Linked DNA regions of Rattus norvegicus: region 1 is linked to region 2. Evidence: chromatin contacts called from public Hi-C data. All regions are on one chromosome and are shown on one strand. The core of a region is the stretch at or near the end of the contact, and the rest is flanking DNA. Distances in the headings are between cores, read along the strand shown. Region 1 overlaps Abhd17c (abhydrolase domain containing 17C, depalmitoylase). Region 2 holds the start of Cemip (cell migration inducing hyaluronidase 1).

Region 1 (6,840 bases), core at 2,051-4,550, 48 kb after region 2:
ACACACACACACACACACACACACACGGTAAGAATTAAGTTTAAATCCACTAGTTAAAATTGTTGGCACAGAAAGCACAGACCCAAAGGCAACTGTCAAAAGCTGGGGCACTTGGCAGGAGCTGATACTAAAAATCCTCTACAGAAGGCTGATAACCATCTGAAGCTGCTGCGGGGAGCAGTCAGGGAACTAAGGGGACCTGTGCTGTCCACTGCACCATGTTCTGTTGCTGATATCACATGTACACAGTCTCCTCATGAGACTTGGTCATCGAGAAGTCACTCAGCTCTCCTGGCACTTACTACATGTGCACTAACTGTCAATGTGGGCACCTAGAGATACTCTGTAGTTACTGAGCCATAACCTAGTCAACATCCCCAGTTAAAAATTCTGAGGATGGAGTTACTACCTGGGTTCACTGGTCACTACTTTAGGGGGATGCTGAAGAGGCTTCATTCGGAGATTCCAGAAACGACTATTTCTCTCTCTCACTTTATACCTTGTCCTTCACTAATCAGTTGTCTCTTAAGCTGTGACAAAGATGCAAACTATTCACTGCAATGCTGTCACTCAGCCCCCAGGTCACCAGATGCTGACGCACAATAATTACATTTCAATTTCTCATCAAAAATCAAGACAGAGGATTAACAAGATCAGAGCAAGGGGATATGGAGGAAGCTTGTCGCTCAAAATTATAAGAACATGTTTATTTATCTTTTTCCTTTGCAAACAGGATCGTACTGTATACCCCTCCCCCCTTGCTGGCCTGGCCTATGTAGACAAGGCTGGTTTTGAGCTTATAATTCCTCCTACTCTGCCTCCCCAGTGCTGGGATTAAAGATGTGCTAGCATTTCTGGTCTTCAAGAAGGTATCAATGTTTCAAAAATATTCAAAGCTGATCTTAGAAAGTTAAACACTAAGCTAGGAACCTGTTCTAGCCAGAGTTCATATAGGGGTAAACAGTTGGAGATGGTCTTACCACAGGCGTCAAGTGCAATGACACTGCTAAACACACAGTTCCCAAATCCCCAGAGCAGAGCAAGCTGCTTCTCCCACACCTGACCTGTAGAACCAGCAGAACTAGTCTGCCTCAGCTGTCCTGGAACTGGAACATCTGCGCTTCTAGGAACTCTAGGAAATCTTGCTAGGTACAATGTCCACTACCTGGAAAGAAATACGCCAGGTGCCAAATAAGGCTTTCAGGGTCCCATGTGGCCCAGGGTGGTTTGGGACTCACTATATAGCTAAGGCTGGCCTTGAATTTCTTGACTAGCCTTTCTCCCAAGTGCTAGAAATCAGGTGTGTGCTACGTGTGTACTGCAAACTGAACCCAGGGCTTTGTTTTGTGCACAGTAGGCAAGTACTCCATCAACTGAGCTATTTCCTTAGCTCCAAATGGAAGATAAAAGTGCTAAAATCAGAGAATAGCCTTGCTGGGGCACCAGTGGAAGGGGAAGCCCTTGGTCTTGCCAAGGTTGGACCTCCAGTGCAGGGGAATATGGGGGAGGGCAATCAGGGGAATGTATAGGGGGAGAGAATGGGAGCTTACAGAAAACTGGGAAGGGGAATAACCTTTGAAATGTAAGTAAAGAAATATATAATAAAAAAATTAAAAAAGAAAGTTATCATAAGTAAAAAAAAGTGCTAAAATTAGTACGTATAAGACACGTGCTTAAAATGACTACAGTGAAGATAAAAAGACTCGCACATACAACTTTGAATCCCAACACACGCAGCCCATATGGTACATGATCACTAGCCTCTGGATGAGAGTGCACATCCAATCATAAAGAGAAAAGGGAGACACTTAAGGAACACTTACAAGAAACTAAAAACCACCCTTAAAAGTCAAGACAAAACTAAGATTACCTCTGTCTTCAGCACTCAATGAATGAAACCTCCCTGATGCTGTCCACAGTCCTGCTTGACCCACTATGTGTAGAGATGCACACTGCGCTGGGAGGCAGGAGAGAAGGGCAGGATGGGAACCACACAGAAGGAGAGGGATGACCTTCTCTACCTTTTGCCCATAGCAAATCTAGTGCATCTTAAAACAAACCCAAACATAAACTGATAGCGATGGGGTCATTCAAAGTGTCAACAATTGGTAATTCAATCAACCAAATTTTGTGTTGGGGGTGTGACTCAACCCTGGTGCACCTGCTAACATGAGCAAGGCCACACATGAAATGAAAATTAACTCTGGATTTGGCATCAGAACTTTTTGAGAGGAATTAAGTCCTAGGTCAGTATGAGTATATCCTAGATGTCTAGATTTTATACTTGCCAAACTGCCCCTTTCTTCCCCCCAATAAAGGAGTTAATAAGTTTGCAAATTTTAAACAGCAATCAATTATTGTAATAAAAAAAGGTGGTAATTTCTGCATCTGGCTTTCCAGGAACTGGCACTGTCTTTGCTTCCTGCTTTCCTACTTTGCTGTGGAGTCACAATGTCTTCTTGGACCACTTGGCATCAGGAGTTTACTAGATCATTCCCATCCTCATTACCTACCAAGGATCATGTGACTGTCACAATGGCATTCTTAATAATGGAAGGGCCAAAATCTTAAAACCAGTTGACAAGAACAGAACTTTACAGGGTACACTCTGTTTTAACACAAGTTGCCATGCCTCTGAATCTCTCTGGCTGATTTAAGACTCAACTTGTGTGGGACAAGAGGGGGGCTCCATCCTGCCCAGTTATCTGCAGGCTCTGTCTGGACAGGTCTCCAGAGCCCCCTCTTGCTTTAGGAGCAAATGAGGCCATCACTGTCTAAACTTTGAGACTAATGTACCAACTGTTAACAAGCTATGAATCACACCTCCAACTGGGTCACAGGACTTGTCTTACTTGTTCCTGTGGTCTCCAAATAAGCCCATTGGGAGCCAAGTCCTCAGGTCAGTAAGCCATTCCAGAACTGCCCAGTGCCAGTCTTCCAAGCAACTGCTGCTGAAGGCAAACATTCTACACCATGAGTTTACAAAACTCCAGGAAGGAAGGGACTTGCAACGCTAATTTAAGCTTCATAAGGAAATCAAACTGAAGTTTTAAATATTTCAAACCCCCTCTCCAAAGAGATGGCAATTTAATAAGAAAAGCTGGTCCCTATTTAAATGGTATTGTTCCAGCAGTGGCTTTGCTACAGTTTCAAAGCCTGAGCTGCATCAGAGCATTTCAGAAAGCAAACAAGTTAACTGAGTTAATCATTAATCATGACCAAGAACAGGGATATCAGTAAGTGAGCAGCACACTCAAGTGAAAGAAGGTCCAACACAGAAGACACTATGTCACTGAGGCAGGTCACAGGAATGTTGAAGTCAGGAGAAATACTAACAGCTGATACTCGCTCCCCAGCCCCTGGCTCAGCCAGCCCACTGCCAGCTGGCTTCCTCCTGCTCAGCCCCCAAGTGTGCAGCTCCCCTCCTGCTGTTCCCACAGAGCTGTTCTCAGGGTCAAAGTAGAGCACTTTGAAGGCTGCAACTCCCTTAGAAACACCAGGCCGCTATCTTTCACATACACTGAACTGACTCATTTCTCTTCAGTTTAAAAGAGACAACAACAACAACAACAACAACAACAACAACAACAAACTTACCAAATGTTGCCAACACTGGAAAAAAAAACAACTCTTAAACTACAACAATCACAACCACAACAACCACAACAACAACAACCACCATATAACAGGAAGCACGAGGCTCAAAAACTATTCGGGAACCCAAGCAACCACTCACTAGAGAAGCTGCTTCCTTCTTCCAGCTGATTCTCAAAGTCAGAAAGTAAGTACTCTGTCTCCACAATACTATCTGTTACCCAACCAACAGCTCTGAGTTCCTCAGGGCACTGGGAGTCTGTAGGAAGGTGTTCAAAGTCAGCTTTTCAGATGCAAATTAAACATTGTGTGTGAGCAACATAAGCCCTACCTGGCATTTAGCCCTACATCCTACAGGGACACACCAGGTACTCAATTTGTTCAAAGACTAAAATTTCTAAACATTTTATTGTTGTGCTCAAATCTTAAAACTCAGGAAAAGAAATCCAAGGGTTTTGGCCTTTGAACTTTAAATAAGAGCAGGAGACTAAGGCTGTGCATGACTTTAATAAGCTGCACAACTGACGCACACCCAAGGCAAAGCAAAACGAAGCAGGCAGTGAGGATGAGGACTCTAAATTCTGATCTTGCTTTTTACACTTGGGCTTGAGTGTCCCTCACAATAACAATATTCTCTCTCTCTCTCTCTCTCTCTCTCTCTCTCTCTTTACACTTGGGCTTGAGTGTCCCTCACAATAACAATATTCTCTCTCTCTCTCTCTCTCTCTCTCTCTCACACACACACACACACACACACACACACACACACACACACACACCTATGTAGAACGGTGTCTGATCTGAGAACACAGGCTCCAGGTTCAGCCCACCTGGGATCAAACCCTGGCTTGCTGCTTAATTCAGTGTGATCCAAATCAAGTCATTCATTTTTCTGTAGTCTTCAGTTTCTATACCTGTGAAATGGGTCAGCCAAAACCCCTGCTTCATAGATGTGGTGTGCTGAAAATACATAATAGGTGAAATAGTTACTTTCAGCACAAAACAGTCCCCTGACAAATGCTGACTCAGCAGGATGGGCACAAAACTCTTACTACCATAAACAGAGGCACTGAGGCGCAAAGACAGGAGCTGACAGCTGCATCTTTTGGTAGTCACCCAGAAGCCACTACTCCCTAGGTTGCTGACCAACTCTGTCACTGATCTACCCAGCACCTTGACATTACTACAGCAGGGGGTCAGTGAATAGACTACAGCCTTCCTTCTAACTATCTGTCTGGTACTGCATGCACTTGCGAGCCCTTCAGTCCATCACATGTGCAGCCCACTCCCCAGCTGCCATCTAGTACAGTGTCTCCTGTACGGTGAGGAAGGAGGGGTCCCACTCCTGCTCACCACCAGACCAGATAATGAGATCCTGTCAGCAATCAGACAGCCAGCATGGCTGTACTTCAATGCTTTTACATTCTTCCGTTGAGAAAGAACGGCCTACACAAAATACTGAGAACAGCCTGGTGCAGTGAGTGGAGATGGAAGCTGTATGTTAATAACTGCTCAAAGAGGAACACTAATATTGCTGGGTTTATTCCTGTATTTCCTTACTTTGGTTATATTTTGAGATTTTTCCAAATAAAGTGGCTTTCCATAAACAATATGGTATAGGAAAATGGAGCACCAGGATCTCATAGACCAGAGGGAATGGAATGACAGACAGTAAGACTGCACTACAGTCAGCTGACAGTATCTGTAATAACCACAACCATTGTCACAAGTATTATAAAACAGAATGAGAAGGCTGTGTATATACATATTAAGGATGCTAGTTAGTTCCCCCAATAGTGGCTACTTGCAACACACACACACACACACACACACACACACACACACCCTGTCCCCTCTGAGCAATTCAGTCATCCCTCCTGTTTGAAATGCACATATGGGGGTTAGGGTATTGATTTTTTTGAAAGATTCATCTTTCATCAAGACTGGTTTAAGACCTCAATTTTCCCAGATCCTTGTATCTCCCAGGGATGGGTTATACTTCCACACTCAACCCTGGAGAACGACTTCACTGAAAGCTAAAACTGTACCAGCAACCTGATTGGCACTTTTGTGGCCAGAATTAAGAAGATCAAGACCTATGATCTTTAATCTGAAAGGGCAAAGTGCCCGAAACACAGACCAGGTGAGTGCTTCAGACTCTGTCTAGCCCATCTACCATGCCATCAGAACAGGTAGGGCCAGCTCTGCAGGAAGAGCACCTCTCAGGGCGCCTACTGAGTCTAAGAACAAGTAGCTATGACTGTCTTTCCTCAGAGGACTAGGGAGGGGACGAGATCCAGCAGGGGCAAAGTCAGAGTGCTAAGAGTGGAGACAGGGAAGTTTGTTGTTCTGGCAAGGCACATGTAAGGTGGCATAGGGCCAAGTGCCAGAGGATTCTAGAGAAGAGCTATCCATGCCTTTGAGATGGAGCGAGTGCCTTTCAGAAACACACAGGTAGCAGAGGTCTCTCACGTTAAAAAAAAAAAAAAAAGCTAAGACAGAAGAGAAAACTCCAACTCCTAAAAGATTAAGATTTCAATTGTTTGGGGTGTTAATTTTGCAGTTCTTTGTTAAATGTAAAGTTAAGAGGATAACTCAAAAATAAGAATGGACTTAAGAAGTTTGCAAACGTCCCCAAGAAACACTTGTCCCACTTTTAGTTCATAAGGGACAGAGGAGACAGACAGGCAGCCAGCAAATTAAAATGGTTATCCTTTGCCATCCTTAATCCTGTGAAAGTAATTACAGGTCTCTGGCATTTCACACATCAAAAAGATCCAGAGCGCACCAGGTCATTAGGAGGGCTTTTCAAAATTGGTTCAGTGGAAGCCAGGAAGCATACAGTCATGGAGACAGCTGTCAAAACTGCAGTGCACAATACGAGTAAGGACACAAAACTTCAATGGGCTTTGGGAGGGCCGAATGGTACAAGGAAAACTAGGGATGGCTACCCAGACAGACAAGCCAGGCTGATATAACACACAATTTAACCCCAAGATGATCTCTCCCAAAGAAAAAAGAGGCCAGCCACAAGTTCTCTGTCCTTCAGCACTGGCCTCTAGTAGACCTGTGGCAACACCAACCAGAGACCCTGGAAGGAGACAACAGATTGAAGAGAGCTCTTGCAGGGTGGTCCTCACAAGGAAGGTGATAGCAGCAGACTGAGCTCAAGCAGAAGTGGGAACTCTTAACTTTTTAAATTTACAATCATCCATTCTCATTCGGTGTGTTTGGGGGGGAAGGGCA
Region 2 (7,139 bases), core at 2,349-4,848:
AAGGAGAGAAGGAAAATCTGAGTGCATCAGAATGGAAAGCTGGCAGAAATATGCACATGTGCATGCACACTTTGTGGGGAAAAACCTACCTACAATAATGTGTGCCTATGGGTCCAGTATCCAAATTTCTGTGGTGTGTCATAGGACTAGTGGTTTGTACAAGACAGAACCCCAAAATACAGAACCCAAGGGCACCTCCAAACCCAGTATGGACCAAAATATCATGAGCCAAGAGTCTTGACCAGGTTGTCATGCCTAAGCAAAATGCAAAGATGACAGAGACTGTCCAACATGACCACTCCCTGTCTGAGAAAACCAAAGTCTTTCTTCTGCAGCTAACCAGAAGTATCTAGAAACAAGGTCTTGAAGACCCTCCATACCTGCATCCCAGGGGTGCTGTGCCTCAGAAAGACAGTGAGGCTCCTTACCAGATCATGTGGGGGGAAAAGTCAAAAAGAAAAGACTATCTAGATAAGTGGTTCTCGGGTTGGAGAGATGGCTCAGCGGTTAAGAGCACTGACTGCTCTTCCAGAGGTCCTAAGTTCGATTCCCAGCAACCACATGGTGGCTCACAACCATCTGTAAAGGGATCTGATGTCCTCTTCTGGTCTGAAGACAGCTACAGTGTACTTGTATACATAAAATAAATAAATCTTTAGATAAGTGGTTCTCAACCTTCCTATTGCTGCAATGCTTTAAATACAATCCATTATGCTATGACCCCAACCATAAAGTTATTTTCATTGCTACTTCATAATTGTGTTTGTAAGTTTTGTTACTGTAACTTTTTTATAGTAGGAATCATAATGTAAATATCTGTGCTTTCCTGTAGCCTGAGGGAACCCCTGTGAAACAGTCACTCAACTCCCTCCCCTCCTCAAAGGGGTTGTAATCCACGGGTTGAGAACCACTAGTCTAGATCAAAGGGCTGAAATGAAGTCTTGAAAATGGCCTACTTCTTTGTTTAAAAAACAGTATTTGCTCCAAGCAGTGGAGGTGGGGAAACAGCGAACTGAATTGTCTCTCATAAAAGCCTGTCCACATCTCTTCCTTCAGCACTTTCACCAATGTGAAGATAACAAAGTGGTAGATCCACTCCCAATCAGTTACTAAGCTAGGAAAGAGGACACGGGCCGGGTAAGCACTTCAGAAAAATGCACAGCACTTTGAAACGCACCTGTAATCTGGGCCATTTTAGCAGAGTTCTCTGTGCTCAGCACCGGACTTCAGTGCTTTGCCTTATGCTAGTAATTTCTCTAGCCACTTACTGAGAGAGCCCACTTGCCCCCACTTATAGGTGAGGAAACAAGTGTAAGTTTAGTTGACTTTCCCAAAGTCACAGATCTCTCTCTCTCTCTCCCTCTCCCTCTCCCTCTCCCTCTTCCTCTCTCTCTCCCTCTCTCTTCCTTTTCCCTTTCTTTTTAAAATTAATTTTTATATGTATCTTTCAGTCCTAAGCAGAAAAGACCTGATTTCTTACACCTTTTATAGTAAAGGGACATACATTTCTGTGTTTGAGTATAGGTGGTACTGACAAAAGAGCCCATCCAGTATCATTTCTGACTAGAAGAAGGACATAATACCCTAGTCCCAAGTAATCTGTTTGAACCATCGTCTACCAGGCTGTGTAGAGCCTTTGGAAACTGTCTCAAGAGTCCAGCTTTAGAGGACACCCTTAGGATCAGAAAGAGCATTGCTGCTTTATACACCCTCTCAGACACTCTCTTTGTAATTTTTAAAGTGTGGTTTCTTCTCCATTCTCTCATAAACTATGAAATTAAAGGATTGATTCATTACCATATTTATTAAATTGTTTAATATTTTTTAATGACCTTACTCCCCACACTGAAAGTAGCTTAGTTCTGTACCTAATTACATATACCTTTATCTCACTGTCTGGGTCATATAACAAAAGTTTCACACCTGCCTCACCTCTGAGGGATCCCTATGGTGCCGCATAAATACAAAGGAAGCCCCTAGTGACATCAAGGGGTTACACAGAAAAAGATGCAAGCTCTGCTGGGACCTGGTAGAAAACCACAGCCTCTGGCAAAGTAGGCTCCCTCCTAAGTGGTTAGTGCCTCCAGAAAAAATACCTAGGCCTCCAAGACTGCTAGTCCCTCTCTATCTTCCTAGTGTCTGAACACCTTAATCAGTGAGGGAGGTGCTTGAACACACCAGACTCGGGGCCACAGGCCCCGAGTGGCGGAAGTAGCTGGGAGCTGTCCATGGTGGCGCCGAGCCTGGGCACGCAGAGCAGCCTATTCCCCTCCCTCGGGCGCGCCTTGGGGTCCCTCTCCAGACCGCGGAGATGGAAATGACTCCCTGGCTCACTGTCTCCTGGACGGGCTTCAGCCAGGCCGTGGCTCTCACATCAAAAGCTTGGTTTTAAAGAGAAGGTCTTACCTGTGGTCAGAGTTGGCTGTTCGGAGCAGTACTGAGAACCTCAGACCTGGTGCGGGTAGAATGTCCAGTTCTTGGCTAACACCGGCGCAACGCTCTTGTCAGGAGCACACGCTTTCTCTGGGGTTCATTCCGAGATGTCGCCCGACCTCGTTCCCAGAGAGGAGAGCTTGAGAACCGTGGACAACTCAGGTTTGTGCCTTATGGAGACCTTGGTTTTTCTGTCAATCTTGCGCGAACCTTCTTGCAGATGATGTCTGTTGCCAGGGGTCACCAATGTTCCGGCAGTGCTGCCAAGCTTAGTGTTTGTTTAAATAACAGCAGAGACCACTGAGGTCGTCTAACATCAGATCATCTCCTCCCGCCCGGTGCCAGCGTATCGCTGGGAGGGCAGAGTCAGGCTAGGCGACCCAGGAGACCTTGCTTACGTGGTCGTGACAAGGTGCAGATTTGCGAAGCTCACCATTAGCCACAGGGTAGGCGCGTTCCCTGCACCGAGCTCCTTGTGAGACCTGCCTAGGGATCCTCTGTCTTCCATGAGACACTGTTGTTTGTGTGAACATCTGGTGCCATTCACAGGGGCACAAGCTAAGCAAAGCAGAGATCCACCTCCCGTCGAATGCATTCCCCGGGCGATGGTGTCCTCAACATCTGACGTTTGTAAAAGATTTCAGAAACGAAGGACGGGGGTGTATGCCCACCAATATATTCAAGGATAGGAAGGCAAGCAGGCAGGCAGACAGACAGACACACACATAGGCAGACAGGCAGGCAGACAGAAACAGACAGACAGACATACACACACACACACTGGTAGACAGCATAGAATAGACTGGACAATCAGACTGATGGAGGGCAACGTTCTACCTAAACAGAGAAGATATGTGGGATTCGGTCTCTCCTCTCCTTCCCATGGCTTAATCCAAGCAGCCCTCGCGCCCTAGCTCCGGTCCTCTTACCTCAGGTTGATGACTGAGATCCTGCCACGCCTCGGGGGTCTGGAGTACAGCATCCCGGAGTCTGGTATCTGATCCCACGCGTTGAGCTCCTGAGCGTAAGCAAGCGGGACAGGAGCTCGCGGGAAGTGGAGTGAAGATTCCGACCTCACTCCGGCACAGTGCTCCCCCAGCACCAGACCACTGCCACTCAGCGCAGAAGGCGCTCCGCGCTCGACTCCGTGCGCTCACTGGCTTAGTAGCTCCGAGCTGCCAGCCGACGCTTTTTATAGTCGCCTTCCGGGGCTGACTCCTCCCCACCAGAGCCCCCGGCGCCCGCACTCATCCCGTCCCCCCTGTCCCACCCCTGTCTCAGGGCAGCGTCCTCCCACTCACCGAGGTGGGCGGCCTGCGGGGCTGGACCCGGGCGGGCTCTGGCGGCCGCTCCGGGAGCCGCAGACCTGAGCCTGAGAGCTGCCGCCGGGACATGCTGTTGCTACCAGGTGAGGGCGCTGGAGCCTAGGACGAGCGCTGCGGACCTCTGAGGGCTATAGTGGAAGCGCGGCTTCTTCTACCCAGTGCTCTCCCCAAGGGACAGACCACTCTTCGTTCAGGCTGTTAGATTTCAAACCCGTTCCCCTTTTGTAAGCCAACATAGCAACAGAACCCAGGATCGCCTAGCTCTAGAGGTCTCTTAGAGGAGATCTTGTTTTGATAGTGGGTTCATTGGCTAGGGAGATGGTCGTTACGGTGCTTACAGGCTTGAAAAACAGAGTTCAATTCCTAGAATCCACATTTTAAAAGCCTTGGGCGATGGCCCTGTTTTGTAATTCCAGCGCTGGGGAAGCGGAGGCAGGTGGATCGTTGGGGTTTGCTGGCCAGTCCTGGTAAAATAGAGATACCCGGTATCAAAACTTCAGGCAGCTTGACCTCTGCCCTGGGACACACACACACACACACACACACACACACACACACACACACACACACACCAAAAGAAAGGATGGTAGAGTTACTTCACATGTGCCAGTTTCCTGCAGATGCCAGTTACTTGACCATAAACAAGGGACTTCATCATTGGGCTCCCAAGAACGGGGGGAGAAGATTTCAGTGAGATTTTATGGGTACCAATTCTTAGCAAGTGTTTGCTCTCCTGCATGTAGAGTGGTAGGACCCTGAACCTTTGTGCCTGGACAGGCCAATGGTCTCAAGGGTCAAAACAAGGCCGTGCCACCAGTGAGTTATTCTCTGCTATAGGAATAAATAGACCCATACAGAGCACCTAACATCTCCTCAGCACCCGGTGCCCTGAGCACCAGCTACTTACCTACTCTGAGCCTGGCAAAAAGCAAAAGGTGTTGGGGATTCTTTTTTTTTCCCATTTCATTTTAATTCTAAGGTGACAGCTTTGATTGCAATTCTACATCCTGTCCCTCTTTGAGACTTATTACTCAACTCCCTCCTCCAGTTAACGAGAGTCCCCAAATACACATTTCTTTCTTCCTGCCTGCCAATGTCCTATGCTCACTGCTGTGTAAGAGCGTTTTCATTCTAGGCAGTGCCACCAGCTTTAGGGATCTAAGTTCAGGCTTTAGGGCAGAAACTTTGGAAGCCCTTGCTAGGTCCTCTGGGCAGAAGCCTTTGGGCATGTGTTAGAACCAGGGAAGCACATCATTCCACCTCCAGATCTTTTCTAGAAAGTTGGAAGCAATGATCAAGAGTCTCAGTTTGTCCTTGACATCCAAGTATGCCATGAACAGGGCCCAGTGACAGGCTTCATTTCTTGACCCTTCCTTTCTAGCAGAATGAAACTAGGACCTACCTCCTTGTAAAGTGCCTATCCAGTCCTCCCATTATGCGTACTCACTGAATCCCTTTCTTAAAGAACCCATTCCCCGAGCCCTTAAACAATGAGGAGTGGGCTGGGTAACAGCATTGTGCCCAGTGAACAAAGGCGAGCTTGGATCAGCCTCACTGGGGCCATATGTGTGCTCTCCCTCTCCAACCAGTGGGATGCACAGACCAGAGGCTGCAAAGCAAGGGAGGAGCTCATCTTCACAGGCATCTCAGAGATGAAGAGCAGTCTCCTGTTTAAGGGACTGGCTCTGGGAAGTGCTTCGTCATGCTTTCTCCAAGATGCGGCTCATTCCTCTGGCATCCAGTTTTCTTTATCACTTGGCTAAGGCCTGGGGTGGAAGAAAAATGCTGATAAATTACAGACAGGCTCCATATGTCTAAAACCAGATTCTCCAGCCATATCCACTCAGCACTTCTACCCAATCCTTTGTGGCAGGTGGGGTATGATGGGTAATTTTTTTTGGGTGAATACCGGCAATGTGAACCTGATGGATTTCCTGTCTACACTTCTCTAAAACCGAGACTTATCAATGCAGAGGTGGGAGCTAGTTGCAAAATGAATTGATAGCTTTCAAGTTCTTGCCAGGATCCCCAAAGGGACGAATGGTGCTCTTGGCTGGAGATATGGAGTCACACCCAGCCTCCACTCTCTGCACTGAGTTCCCACCACCTTCCTGGGATATTCATCCCTCAGACCTCATCCTGTGGAATGTGATTGCCGGTCTGCCCCATGCTCCACAAACTGCACGAGTGTGGCAGCTTTCATCAGCCAGCCAGCCATATTCCACACCCAACCCTTAAAACAAAGGTCATCTCACTTCACCTATTGACCACCCCACCCCTCACATGCCTGTGCAGAGTTTGAAGCCACACCTGTGGCTCTGTTCCAAGCCTCTAGTCCTGACTTCCTGGGGTTTCACTGACTTCCCCTCTAGGAACTGAGAAAACCATTAGAAACGAGAAGCAGGACAAGGCTGCATGAGTTGGCTCTAACCTTGAGCGTTCTACTAGACAAGCAAAACAGTGAACCTCCGGTAAGTCTCCAGAGCCTGGAAAGCTCAAGTCGGGGAAAAAGAGCAAATTGAAATCTTACCGACAGGGGTCGCCCTTGGACACAGAGCCTGAAGCTGGCGTCTGCATTCTGAAGCCATGTTTCTAGCAAGTTCGAGCTGCTAGGTTCCTGTTTTGTCCGAGGCAAAGGAGCTTGCCCAGTCGGGAGAGATGAAAAATCACCAGTGTTTCTGAAGAGTGAACATCTGGCAAGAACTTGGGATAGGAAGTCCTAGGACGGTGGTCAACCTCTCAGGAGCCGTTTGAGTGGATTTGTACCTTTCTCTTTGCCTCTGGTCATCACCAGAGAAAAAGAAGTATATATAAAATACATGTAAGCTGGTGTATATTATTTTTTCCTAATTGAAAAAAATTGTATGTGTTCCCTATTTTCAAGAAAAATATTTTTTTTCAGAAATGAACCCAGTGGGAGGGGTATCACCTAGCTCCTGGCACAAGTTTACAATATAGAAAGCAATATACAATGCTTTTAAAAGCCGGGCACAGTAGCTCACACCTGTAATTCAGATTAGTAGGTGGAGGAAAGAGAATCTGGAACCGAAGGCCATTCCCAGCTCCACAGAAATGGGTGTTGTTAGGTTGTAGACATGAGCTTGGTCATCTGAGTTGAGAAAACATCTATCACACTGGCCTGTAGGCAACTCTGCAGAGCATTTTCTTGATTAATGATTGACATGGGAGGGCCCAGCCCACTGTAGGTGATATCATCCTGGGACAAGGCACGTATGAAAAAGGAAACAGAGTAAGTCAAGGGGAGCCAGCCAGTTAGCAGTATTCCTCCACGGTTTCTGCTTCAATTCCGGCTTCTAGATTGCAGCCTTGAGTTTCTGCCCTGACTTCCATTCACGGTGACTGTGATTGAGAAGCTAAATA

Evidence for each region. A called contact is a pair of places that touch in the nucleus more often than the background predicts.
Region 1: a contact with region 2 is called in a Hi-C map of liver, with 2.7 times the contacts expected there. The contact joins the enhancer-like site here to the promoter of Cemip in region 2. A contact is called at or near these places in 3 of 12 Hi-C or Micro-C datasets (the Rat2 cell line, hepatocytes and liver).

What each region holds. Positions count from the first base shown.
Region 1 is chr1:147,516,066-147,522,905 of GRCr8, forward strand. All of the region lies in intron 1 of Abhd17c (abhydrolase domain containing 17C, depalmitoylase), which reads right to left. Among named protein-coding and RNA genes, the nearest start is that of Abhd17c, 15 kb to the right of the region's middle. Within about 2 kb of position 3,301, at least 15 of the 93 cell types and tissues checked have an H3K27ac peak or open chromatin away from gene starts, as enhancers often do. A contact at or near this core is called in liver, where this site is marked.
Region 2 is chr1:147,467,885-147,475,023 of GRCr8, forward strand. Cemip (cell migration inducing hyaluronidase 1) reads right to left here and starts at 3,599. Exons shown (of 29, transcript NM_001427855.1): 1 at 3,363-3,599.